Regions from separate parts of the Mus musculus genome. Here all the other regions are linked to region 3. A link is a contact called in public Hi-C and promoter capture Hi-C data. All regions are on one chromosome and are shown on one strand. The core of a region is the stretch at or near the end of the contact, and the rest is flanking DNA. Distances in the headings are between cores, read along the strand shown.

Evidence for each region. Promoter capture Hi-C pulls out the DNA fragments that hold promoters and counts their contacts. Hi-C and Micro-C count contacts between places; a contact is called where the count stands out from the background.
Region 1: a contact with region 3 is called in a promoter capture Hi-C map of embryonic stem cells, with 2.5 times the contacts expected there. The contact joins the enhancer-like site here to the promoter of Abcb1b in region 3. A contact is called at or near these places in 2 of 39 promoter capture datasets (embryonic stem cells and epiblast stem cells), 1 of 484 Hi-C or Micro-C datasets (the G1E-ER4 cell line), 2 of 115 datasets of contacts at active chromatin or transcription factors (CD8 T cells and bone marrow-derived macrophages) and 3 of 9 other capture datasets (adipose tissue, macrophages and pancreatic islet).
Region 2: a Hi-C map of Th1 cells shows a contact between it and region 3, with 1.9 times the contacts expected there. The contact joins the enhancer-like site here to the promoter of Abcb1b in region 3. A contact is called at or near these places in 3 of 39 promoter capture datasets (the 3T3-L1 cell line, the C10 cell line and liver), 10 of 484 Hi-C or Micro-C datasets (the AML12 cell line, B cells, the G1E-ER4 cell line and 6 more), 5 of 115 datasets of contacts at active chromatin or transcription factors (the 230-238 cell line, CD8 T cells, effector CD8 T cells and 1 more) and 2 of 9 other capture datasets (adipose tissue and liver).

Annotation. Positions count from the first base shown.
Region 1 is chr5:8,710,201-8,713,722 of GRCm38.p6, forward strand. It overlaps Abcb1a (ATP-binding cassette, sub-family B (MDR/TAP), member 1A), which reads left to right. Exons shown (of 30, transcript NM_011076.3): 17 at 2,987-3,148. Among named protein-coding and RNA genes, the nearest start is that of Gm31157, 16 kb to the left of the region's middle. Within about 2 kb of position 2,066, at least 2 of the 459 cell types and tissues checked have an H3K27ac peak or open chromatin away from gene starts, as enhancers often do. A contact at or near this core is called in embryonic stem cells, where this site is marked.
Region 2 is chr5:8,679,875-8,683,427 of GRCm38.p6, forward strand. Abcb1a (ATP-binding cassette, sub-family B (MDR/TAP), member 1A) reads left to right here. Exons shown (of 30, transcript NM_011076.3): 7 at 3,510-3,553. Among named protein-coding and RNA genes, the nearest start is that of Gm31157, 14 kb to the right of the region's middle. Within about 2 kb of position 1,512, at least 14 of the 459 cell types and tissues checked have an H3K27ac peak or open chromatin away from gene starts, as enhancers often do. A contact at or near this core is called in CD8 T cells, Th1 cells and memory CD8 T cells, where this site is marked.
Region 3 is chr5:8,796,488-8,799,759 of GRCm38.p6, forward strand. It overlaps Abcb1b (ATP-binding cassette, sub-family B (MDR/TAP), member 1B), which reads left to right and starts at 1,660. Exons shown (of 28, transcript NM_011075.2): 1 at 1,660-1,802; 2 at 2,249-2,319. The coding sequence starts at 2,255. Gm5106 (predicted gene 5106) reads right to left here and starts at 2,036. Exons shown (of 3, transcript NR_152133.1): 1 at 1,457-2,036.

The DNA of each region.
Region 1 (3,522 bases), core at 816-3,315, 86 kb before region 3:
GTGTTCTCCTGTATTTCTTTAAGTGATTTATTAAAGTCCTTCTTGATGTCCTCTACCATCATCATGAGATATGCTTTTAAATCTAGGTCTAGGTTCTCAGGTGTGTTGGGGTTCCCTGGACTGGGCGAGGTGGGTGTGCTGGGTTCTGGTGATGGTGAGTGGTCTTGGTTCCTGTTAGTAAGATTCCTCCGTTTACCTTTCGCCATCTGGTAATCTCTGGAGTTAGTAGTTATAGTTGACTCTGTTTAGAGATTGTTCTTCTGGTGATTCTGTTACCGTCTATCAGCAGACCTGGGAGACAGATTCTCTCCTCTGAGTTTCAGTGCTCAGAGCACTCTCTGCTGGCAAGCTCTCTTACAGGGAAGGTGCGCAGATATCTTGTATTTGGACCTCCTCCTGGCCGAAGAAGAAGGCCCAAAACAGGACCTTTCTCAGACACTGTGTTGCTTTGGCAGTTCCCAGGTGGTACAGACTCTCACCTAAGCAGACTAAATTCCTAAGTTCCTTGGAGTCCCGGGACCAAGATGGCGACCGCTGCTGCTGTGGCTTAGGTTGCCTCCCCAGCCGGGCGGGCACCTGTCCTCTGGTCCGGAAGGTGGCCGGCTGTCCCCGGCCCACACAGGGTGCTGCCTCAGCGCCTCTGTGCTTCTGCCTGTTCCAGAAGCTGTCAGGTTCTCTGGCGCACCCTCTCACCTGTTCAGACTAATTTCCTAAGTTCGGCAGGTCCCGGACCAAGATGGCGACCGCTGCTGCTGTGGCTTAGGCCGCCTCCCCAGCCGGGCGGGCACCTGTCCTCTGGTCCGGAAGGTGGCCGGCTGTCCCCGGCCCACACAGGGTGCTGCCTCAGCCCCTCTGTGCTTCTGCCTGTTCCAGAGGCTGTCAGGTTCTCTGGCGCACCCTCTCACCTGTTCAGACTAATTTCCTAAGTTCGGCGGGTCCCGGACCAAGATGGCGACCGCTGCTGCTGTGGCTTAGGCCGCCTCCCCAGCCGGGCGGGCACCTGTCCTCCGGTCCAGACGGTGGCTGGCTGTCCCCGGCCCACAAAGGGTGCTGCCTCAGTGCCTCTGTGCTTCCGCCTGTTCCAGAAGCTGTCAGGTTCTCTGGCGCACCCTCTCACCTGTTCAGACTAATTTCCTAAGTTCGGCGGGTCTCGGACCAAGATGGCGACCGCTGCTGCTGTGGCTTAGGCCGCCTCCCCAGCCGGGCGGGCACCTGTCCTCCGGTCCGGACGGTGGCCGGCTGTCCCCGGCCCACAAAGGGTGCTGCCTCAGCGCCTCTGTGCTTCCGCCTGGTCCAGAAGCTGTCAGGTTCTCTGGCGCACCCTCTCACCTGTTCAGACTAATTTCCTAAGTTCGGCAGGTCCCGGACCAAGATGGCGACCGCTGCTGCTGTGGCTTAAGGTCGCCTCCCCAGCCGGGCGGGCACCTGTCCTCCGGTCCAGAAGGTGGCCGGCTGTCCCCGGCCCACACAGGGTGCTGCCTCAGCCCCTCTGTGCTTCTGCCTGTTCCAGAGGCTGTCAGGTTCTCTGGCGCACCCTCTCACCTGTTCAGACTAATTTCCTAAGTTCGGCGGGTCCCGGACCAAGATGGCGACCGCTGCTGCTGTGGCTTAGGCCGCCTCCCCAGCCGGGCGGGCACCTGTCCTCCGGTCCAGACGGTGGCTGGCTGTCCCCGGCCCACAAAGGGTGCTGCCTCAGTGCCTCTGTGCTTCCGCCTGTTCCAGAAGCTGTCAGGTTCTCTGGCGCACCCTCTCACCTGTTCAGACTAATTTCCTAAGTTCGGCGGGTCTCGGACCAAGATGGCGACCGCTGCTGCTGTGGCTTAGGTCGCCTCCCCAGCCGGGCAGGCACCTGTCCTCTGGTCCGGAAGGTGGCCGGCTGTCCCCGGCCCACACAGGGTGCTGCCTCAGCGCCTCTGTGCTTCCGCCTGTTCCAGAAGCTGTCAGGTTCTCTGGCGCACCCTCTCACCTGTTCAGACTAATTTCTTAAGTTCGGCGGGTCCCTCACTTTTGTTTCTCCACTTCTGTTTGTTAACCCTGATATCTACAGCCTGTTCATGTGTATGTGTGTGGTGTGTGTGTATGTGCATGTGTGTGTTTGTGTGTATGTGTGTGTATTTGTGTTCATATGTATGTGTGTGTATATGTGTGAGTATATGTATGTGTGTGTGTGTGTGTGTGTAGTTTTATTGCTTATTACTGTAGAACTACAGAGTGGGAGAAATAATAAGCATTAGGCAAGTTATAAAGGTTAAAGAAATCTCAACAAGTCTAGTTGTCTGCCTTTATTCCATATGAAGTTAAAGATGAGACTGGACATGTGAAAATATTTATAAAACTCTTCAATTTTGTCTATAATTCTTGTAACTAGAAGTCATTTATTGAACATTTGTTGGGCATTTCTTTAAAGTTAGTCCTAAGCCCTTTGTTATTTAGTCATCACAGCTATTCTAAGAAGTGGCTACTGTGTCTCTGCTTTACATATTAATGAATTCAACCTTACACAGATTCAAAGACTGAATGAAGTCCTGGATTTCATTCACACTAGTAGAACACTGAAGTCTAAGCTCTGCTCTTTCATGTTTGTGTCTTGATTACCCAGGAGGTTAATCTTGCAATTCTTAGCAGATCTCTAGGTGATGCATGCCAGTACAATGCCTTGTATAGATTTGTTTTATCTGGTTAATGCCTCAGCTCTAGGATTTTTGATACACTGGATTATTTCTAGAACTTTAGGCTTACTATAGGGTGTAAAGTAAAATCCTTAGAGGCATAGATTTTATTAATACATAAACATGCTTGTTCTTGTATTGATTGCAATAAAACTATTTTCTATTATTATGAATTCATTATGCCTTTATTAAAGCCAGATAATATCTTCATTGATGGTTTACACAGTATTCAAAGCAGTTTTATTCATCAAAAATAAATTGACTGAGGTTTTGCTATAATTATCCATGTTTCAAAAGCCAGGTTTCTCTCTCTCCAGGCTAGAGAAGGCCGGACCACCATTGTGATAGCTCATCGCTTGTCTACCGTTCGTAATGCTGACGTCATTGCTGGTTTTGATGGTGGTGTCATTGTGGAGCAAGGAAATCATGATGAGCTCATGAGAGAAAAGGGCATTTACTTCAAACTTGTCATGACACAGGTGCAGTGGAACTCTAGCAATGTCCTAATTTATCTTGATGATAAGATGTAATCTATAGATAAGTATTACCTGATTGGATAATCTTGAAATGTAGAAGAGTCCTTAGGGTTTTTTGTTTTGTTTTTTTGTTTGTTTGTTTGTTTTTCCACGAGCCTGCACCTTCAGATCTGGTCCCATAGCTTGACTCATGCCATACTGCCCTCTTTCTCTAGGACAGAAAATTAAGAAGCTCTGTACCGTGACTTGATGATTCTCAATTCATGGTACATGGTTCCCCCCTGCCCCATGCTATTTAACACATACACTGTGCTGAACTAAATCATGTGATATAAAACTTCTTGCCACTTCTAAAAGGTTATGAAAATTCAACCCTT
Region 2 (3,553 bases), core at 262-2,761, 120 kb before region 3:
ATTTGTGAAGGAAAAGTATTTTCTTGGGTGAAAGTTACTAAAGAATATCCAGGTAAAGGAGGAAAAATGAAAAAAAAAAACACTGCTGAAGAAAAAAATAGATAAAATACTCAGAGAGCAGCAACTTGCTTGGTGTGCTCAGATGTGGGGCTCTTTGGAATGAGCACTGTAGAAGGTAGGGATGACGAAGTGTTGTGAGTTAACGCTGGAAATTTGTGTGGTGGTGAATGTGGGTATTTCAGAACCCAAGTGTCCTAAAAATAACTTATTTTATACAATGCAATTTAAACTCTGAGTCCCTTGTTATCTAAAGTGGTTACTGTTTAGGGTAGGGTAGATGTTTTACTGTGGCTCTCACCTTTGACTGGTTTGTTTGAGAGACCCAACTTACCTGTGCTTTCTAGCCTCATGCTGGGGATTGAACCAAGGCTAACCAAGGCACATGGGCAAGCTCTAAGGCCGAAGTACACTCTAACCCCACAACATAACAGATGAGTAAAGACCAAATCATGTTTAGCCCCATCGAAAACAGAATTGACTCAAGCCTATTGTCTCCCTCTGTTGGGAGCACTGGAGGTATTCAACTCCCTCTGAATTTTGTCTGGTCCAAGGAGGCTCTTGGTGCTATCCTATGGGTGTCTTCTTGATGAACTATGCAATCATTCCTTTTCTGAATTCTCACTCGGGTCTGCATAGCTGGCTTCTTATTCCTGGACCATTCAGTGTCTAGACTTTTACCAATTACTAACAGCATCTCTTCTTTAAGACATTAAGAAAATATTTTTGAGTCGTAAAAACTGGAACTTTGTCCCATGAATTTAAATGGTATTTGGCTTTGGTCATTTTCCTCCCCAGATCTTAAAGAGTTTGGACACACAAAAGCCAACAAGAAATCTATATACATCCTATTATTTGTTTGTTTGTTATGACAGCTGCTCTCTGATGGACCAGTGATAGCATAGCTCCATAGCTACTAGAATGAGAAGAAAGAGATGGGGTTAAAACACTTAGAAGATCATGGTTAAACTTTCAAAAAGATCGTTGTGCTGTGTATAGTGTCTACTATGGAAAGATTGCAAAGGGATAAATATGGTTATATGTCACAGACTTTAACCTTTTTGTAGCATGAACTATCACTGAGGATTGTAAGTGAAGTAGAATGATTATATTGTCATTTCCAAAGATGAGATATGATGACACCATGAATGAGATGCTTTGAGAGGATCCATCAGTTAGGATGATCTGTTCCAGCCGAGGATAAGATGCTGAGGAAAGGGCAGCTGAGATCACATGCTCAAGAACTGTACAGGATAAAGACAGTCAGAAATCCCCACAGTGATACCAGAGGGGCTCATGAAGCCCCACCCCTACCCGAGGGAATGCTACATAATTGATGGCTTCTGGGTAAGAGGCCTCAATGCTCATCAGGAATGCAAGCCACAAGAGGCTACCTATGCTCCAGTAGATGGCCCTACACACACAGTCATACAGGCATCACGAAGTGACTCAGTGGGTTTTTAAAAAGAGCACATGAAATTAGAAGGTGATAGTGCTGGGAGGAACAGAGAAGCAGCCCTGACTCAGCTTGGCCCTGCCGGCTCATCTCTGAGCTGCTCCCTTATCCTCTGTCAGACCCTTTTACTTTCCCCCAAGTGTTTAGGCTTGGTCTGCTATTTCCTCTCTATGTGCCATCCTGTTTTTATAGCTAGGAAGAGATGGCTTTTTTTTCTCTCCCAAATTTAACTGTGGTCTCTAGCATATGATTCCTTAGTACTTATATCTGAACTCACCCCCGACCCCCACCCCAAAAACTGACCAAGCACAATCTAGACACTTACTAGACATCTTCAGTCAAATGCACAGCTGCTATAAAATAAAATGTTCAACATTCAACTAGTAATCTCCCTTGATTTTTCTAGACCAGTTAGTTCTTTCAGGTTTCCTATTTGAAACTCACATTTTCAGGTGGTTGGGCTGTGGTCTTGATCAACTTTATTTTTACTCTCTACTTACACCCCCTCTGTTGGAAGACCCTCTAGCTTCCTCCTCGTTGAGCCTTGTGCTCTCCCCCTTTTCTCTTCCTATTCAGACCAACTTTCCCTATATTCTTATAAAAGCCAAAGCCTCTAAATTTTATTCTTAAAAGTATACATTGCTGAACTCTAAAGCTTCCTGGGTCACACTTCTGATTATATCCACTTTAGTTCACTCCAACTGAGTGTCTGCTAGTCTGTCTGTATATTCCACAGTTACCTAGTTCAGACTACCTTTTCAACCACGTATCCCCTTTCTATGAGCACACCACCACACTTCCTTTTCCCATCAAAATTTGGACACTCCTTTTTCATATGTGTTACAGACCTTCAGGACATTCTGCTTAGTTTGCCAATGGCACTTTTATTTATTTTCACATCTGTCAAATCAGATTTGTCTTCATGAGTCTTTCACATACTGTAGCCCTTTTCAGTGATTTTGAGGTTTAAAGTGTTCCTCTACTGTCTTAATTGTGCTGATTTCTTCTATAATATATTCATCATAAATATCTACATATTATACCACAGTGTATGCATCATTGCTTCTAACAGTAGAGTACTGTAGACAATGAAAATCTCAACTGACATTGAGATTCAATTTATAAAGAAACTAAACAGTGTACACATGTGTTTATATGTATACGAATATACTTGAAACACTTGAAAATAACACACATAAAAATATTGAGTAGTCGTTAGGTTCCCAAATCTGGACCATGGCCTTGGTTGACCAGTCCTGTGGTGTATGCTCAATAAACTATCTCTGTCCAACTGAAAAAAAATTGAGTAGTGATAATTTGTGTTTATAGGGGTAGTAAAGTTATGAAAGAGTTTTAAGCATATTAAATTCAAACTCGGTATTTCTTAGTATTGGATGATGCTTGTCAACGTTGTATATTACACTTGAATTTATATTATATGTAATAAAATCACATGCAGTAACTTCTAAATAAAAATTAAAGTGCTGAAATGGGGCTGGAATATAGCTGAGTAGGTAGAGTGCTTGCCCAGCACGCACAAGGCTCTGGGTTTGTACGTTCAATTTCCAGCACCACATAGATATTGAGTATAGAGGTTCCATTCTGCAATCCCAGTACACAGAGGCAGAGGCAGAAGGATCATAAGTAGAAATGAGTTTGAGAACCTAGATGACATGATATCCAGTCTCAAATGAACAGACAAACACGTAGAGAACTGCATTGTTAGTTTTTAAGTGTATACTTGAGAGTCAGGGATGCAGTAATATTTATCACCGTGTTTCCTCTGGCAAATATATATCACTGAATTTAGGTTGTACGTGGTCGCACACAGTCAACAGGGCAGTATTGGAACAGATGTTAAATGCTTTTACACAAATGGAGCTGAGTCAGTTAATTCTCTTTTTTCACAATAAAACAAGTTTAATTTATTTTGTGCTTAGTTTTAATGGAAACCAACGAAGCATAAAAGGTTTATATTTGTTTTGTGTTGTTCTAGGTGAGGCCGATAAAAGAGCCATGTTTGCCAAACTGGAGGAAGAA
Region 3 (3,272 bases), core at 410-2,909:
CCTTTTGATGTTGGGACCCAGCATTCCTATCTACAGTGTTCATGCTTTACAGAAAATGTTCACACACACAAAAAAATCTTAAACAATGTTTTAAGTAGGTTTACAATTTTTTTGTTGGGCTGCATTCAAAGCTGTCCTTAGTCATAAGGGGCATGGGTCAGGCATCTTGGAAAGGCAGCAAGTGAAGAGGCATATGTGTCACTCAGGGGATACAGAATACATGGTTCGGGCTTTCAGGACGGCTGTGCATTCTCTCCCTGTTGGTACATCACCGGAACACTGGAAGCTGGGATGGCAGGTGGCTGTACTGTTGACATTGCTGAATTAGGTGAGGGAGCTGCACTCTCTGTCATTCCTAAATCTAAACACTATCTCATAAACCTACCTTATAGCTTTGTTTTCGAGCCTTGCTCCTGTCATTACTGTTGGTAACACAAGTGACAACTCCTTAAAGTGCTATATTTAACAGTTCTGCTGAAGGAGCTCGCTCCCCACAGATTTTAAGGGTGAACTGCAAGTCCCACGCATGTTGAGATGAGAAGGGGTGCCGGGGTTAAAAGGAAGCTGAAGAGCGGAAGAACCTGCAGGCCTGGGAGCTAGTAACAGGGCTCGTAGTCAGACATGAGGTAACCACACTAACAGCCAGGGAAAAGATGGTCTGGGCCCTAGGATGACAAACTGCTCTGTCCTCACCCTGAAGCCCCCGAGGAGCAGGTAAGGCACAGATCTCCTTTCGTGGTGTGTCCTTACCTTAATAAAGCCAATTTTAAAGACCAAGTAAAATCTCCATCTTGTTCAAGAAGGAGACCCCAGCTCACCCCATAGACAATGAGTTAAATAAAAACAAAGGTGGCTACTTCTTGCTATCTGTGGAAACAGACATCTTGGTAGAAGAAACAGGAGTCTCCACCCAGGTGGTCAGTGCTTCAATGTCATTGAGACAAGGAACTCTGTCTATCTCAGGTTGACATTTCTCAGCCACTGAGTTGCCAGCAAGTTAGGTCACAGTCAGTTACAAGTAGACAGAAAAAGACCTGCTACACGCAAATATCTGCATCAGTCAGAATTCCAGAACATCTAAGAACTTGATATGCCCTGGGAAAAAACACAGATATTGATTCCAGAGTTAGAAGTTGAAAATACTATGTACTTTGAAATATCATTTCTACCTTGAAATTGTATAGGACTATCATCCAAGCCAAGACCATATATATATATATATATATATATATATATATATATATATATATATATATTTCACAGAAAAATTTCTACCAGCCTAGAAAGCAATGCTGTCAGAAAAAAAAAAAAAACTTTACAGAATAAGCAAGGTCCCTGGTTGCTTTATTAATTATATTAGATTAGCTATGTCAGGGAAAGTGTCTTTTTAAGTATGACTCATCAGAGAACCAACTGTGTACTATCCAGGTATATACACTTCTGTATGGACACTTACCTGAACACGTAAAGACAAGTCTATGTAAATGTCTGAGGGAACCAGCGCCCTTCTCAAAAAAATCAGGGTAAGCCTGGAAGTATCTCCTGTTTCGCAACCGCTCCAGCTGCCCATGCCCAATCCCACCCACCAGGCTGATTGGCTGCCGGGCCTTAGGGCGGCCGCTGGCATCTATTTTAATCCGGGGCCCGAGGAAGCCCTCTGGCTCCTTCCCGCAGTGGCTCTTGAAGCCGTAAGAGGCTGAGGCCGCTGCTTCCATCTTCTGAGGTTCCGCTCAACTCAGAGCTACTTCCAAATTCTACATCTTGGCTGACTTTGCGAAGGAAACCCGGAGGTGGCACGTGAGGTAGGCAGTTCTCGGAAGAGTGCGGTGCTCCGGATGCCTGAGTCCGGTCCGGGTGGTAGCGTCCTCTTGAGTCTGTGGGGACCAAGTGGCGACAGCCACAAGTCGCTCCAAGAGCACCCGCAGCAGCAGCCTTCAGGACGGTGTTTTCCGCGCCAGCCCTGTGCTGTGGATCTCGCTGCCCAGCTCGCAGCCGCGGGCTGGTGGAGGAGCGCGCCAGGGCGGAAGGGACCCAGCAGGGCGGGGTGGCGGGACCCAGAGCCGAGCACCCGGTCCACGCGGGTGACACAGCTTCCCGGGATTCCCCGGGGTGAGTTACCCCCAGGCCCGGCCCCAGGAGCATCAGGGCGGGGCTCCTCCTCCTCTCTTGGCTCCGTGGGGCAGTGAGCTCTGCCTAGGTTCTGGTCCCCGCGGCCACGTGTTTGGCTAATGAACTGGTTTCTCCTCAGGTGGTGATGGAGTTTGAAGAGAACCTTAAGGGAAGAGCAGACAAGAACTTCTCGAAGATGGGCAAAAAGAGGTAGCCAAATTATTTCACGTTCGTGCTTGTACATTCTGGCCAATTTGTAGCCTCCGGCACTGTTTTAAATGATTAGTGGGCGTGGGCGTTATTTCAGCCCTTGGAAGGAACTCCTCTGCTTGGAGCAGTCCTTCAGATGTGTGTGACAGATGGATGCTTCTGTGAATTCAGCCTCTACTCACATCTTTTTAGTTTTATGACCTCGGCTTTTTTGAGCGCTGTTGATCGCTCATGCCTTGAGCCTTATGCTGCTTGGGTGCTCACTGTGGCCCATTATCTTCTGATAAACACGTATACAAACACAGAATGTGGCATAACAGGTGAAACAGAACAATACAGTTATATGGTTTAAGGTTGCTTACCTATACTTAAATTAGAAAAATTGAAACTGTAATTGCTAAGAGAAAATAGTTACTCTCAATATATTTTTATCATAGTGGACTGCGTGTCGCCAGTAATTAAAAACTTACCTCAGTGGGTTCATTATATATAGAAAATTGTAAACTAAGATAATAGGAATTAGTAGCTATATTAATAGTATTCGGAAACAAGATTTCAGTATAAAGAGGGAAAGTACAAAGTGAAAGTAAACTTTACATTTAATAATGTGAAATTAGAATAAGAAACATCAGTATGATTTTTTTCAGTCACTCATTTTTAGTCCACTGAAAAGGGTAGTACAGAAAGACACTCTTGAAGTTTTCTAGTAAAGAAAGGTACACGGCATAGAACAGTTAACTTCAGCCAGACCTATTGCAGAGAAAATACAAAGTGAGCCTGGAGTTTCCAGTACTAACAAACAAGGAAGCAGGATTTAATGGACTGGTCAGAAGACACAGGAGGACCAGCAAGATGGTCCCAAAGGCCTCCTTCCAAGACTGGCAAGCCTAGTTTTGAATTCCTTTTCCAGAACCCATGTGGTAGAATCAGAAACCAACTGCAAGCTTCAAGTT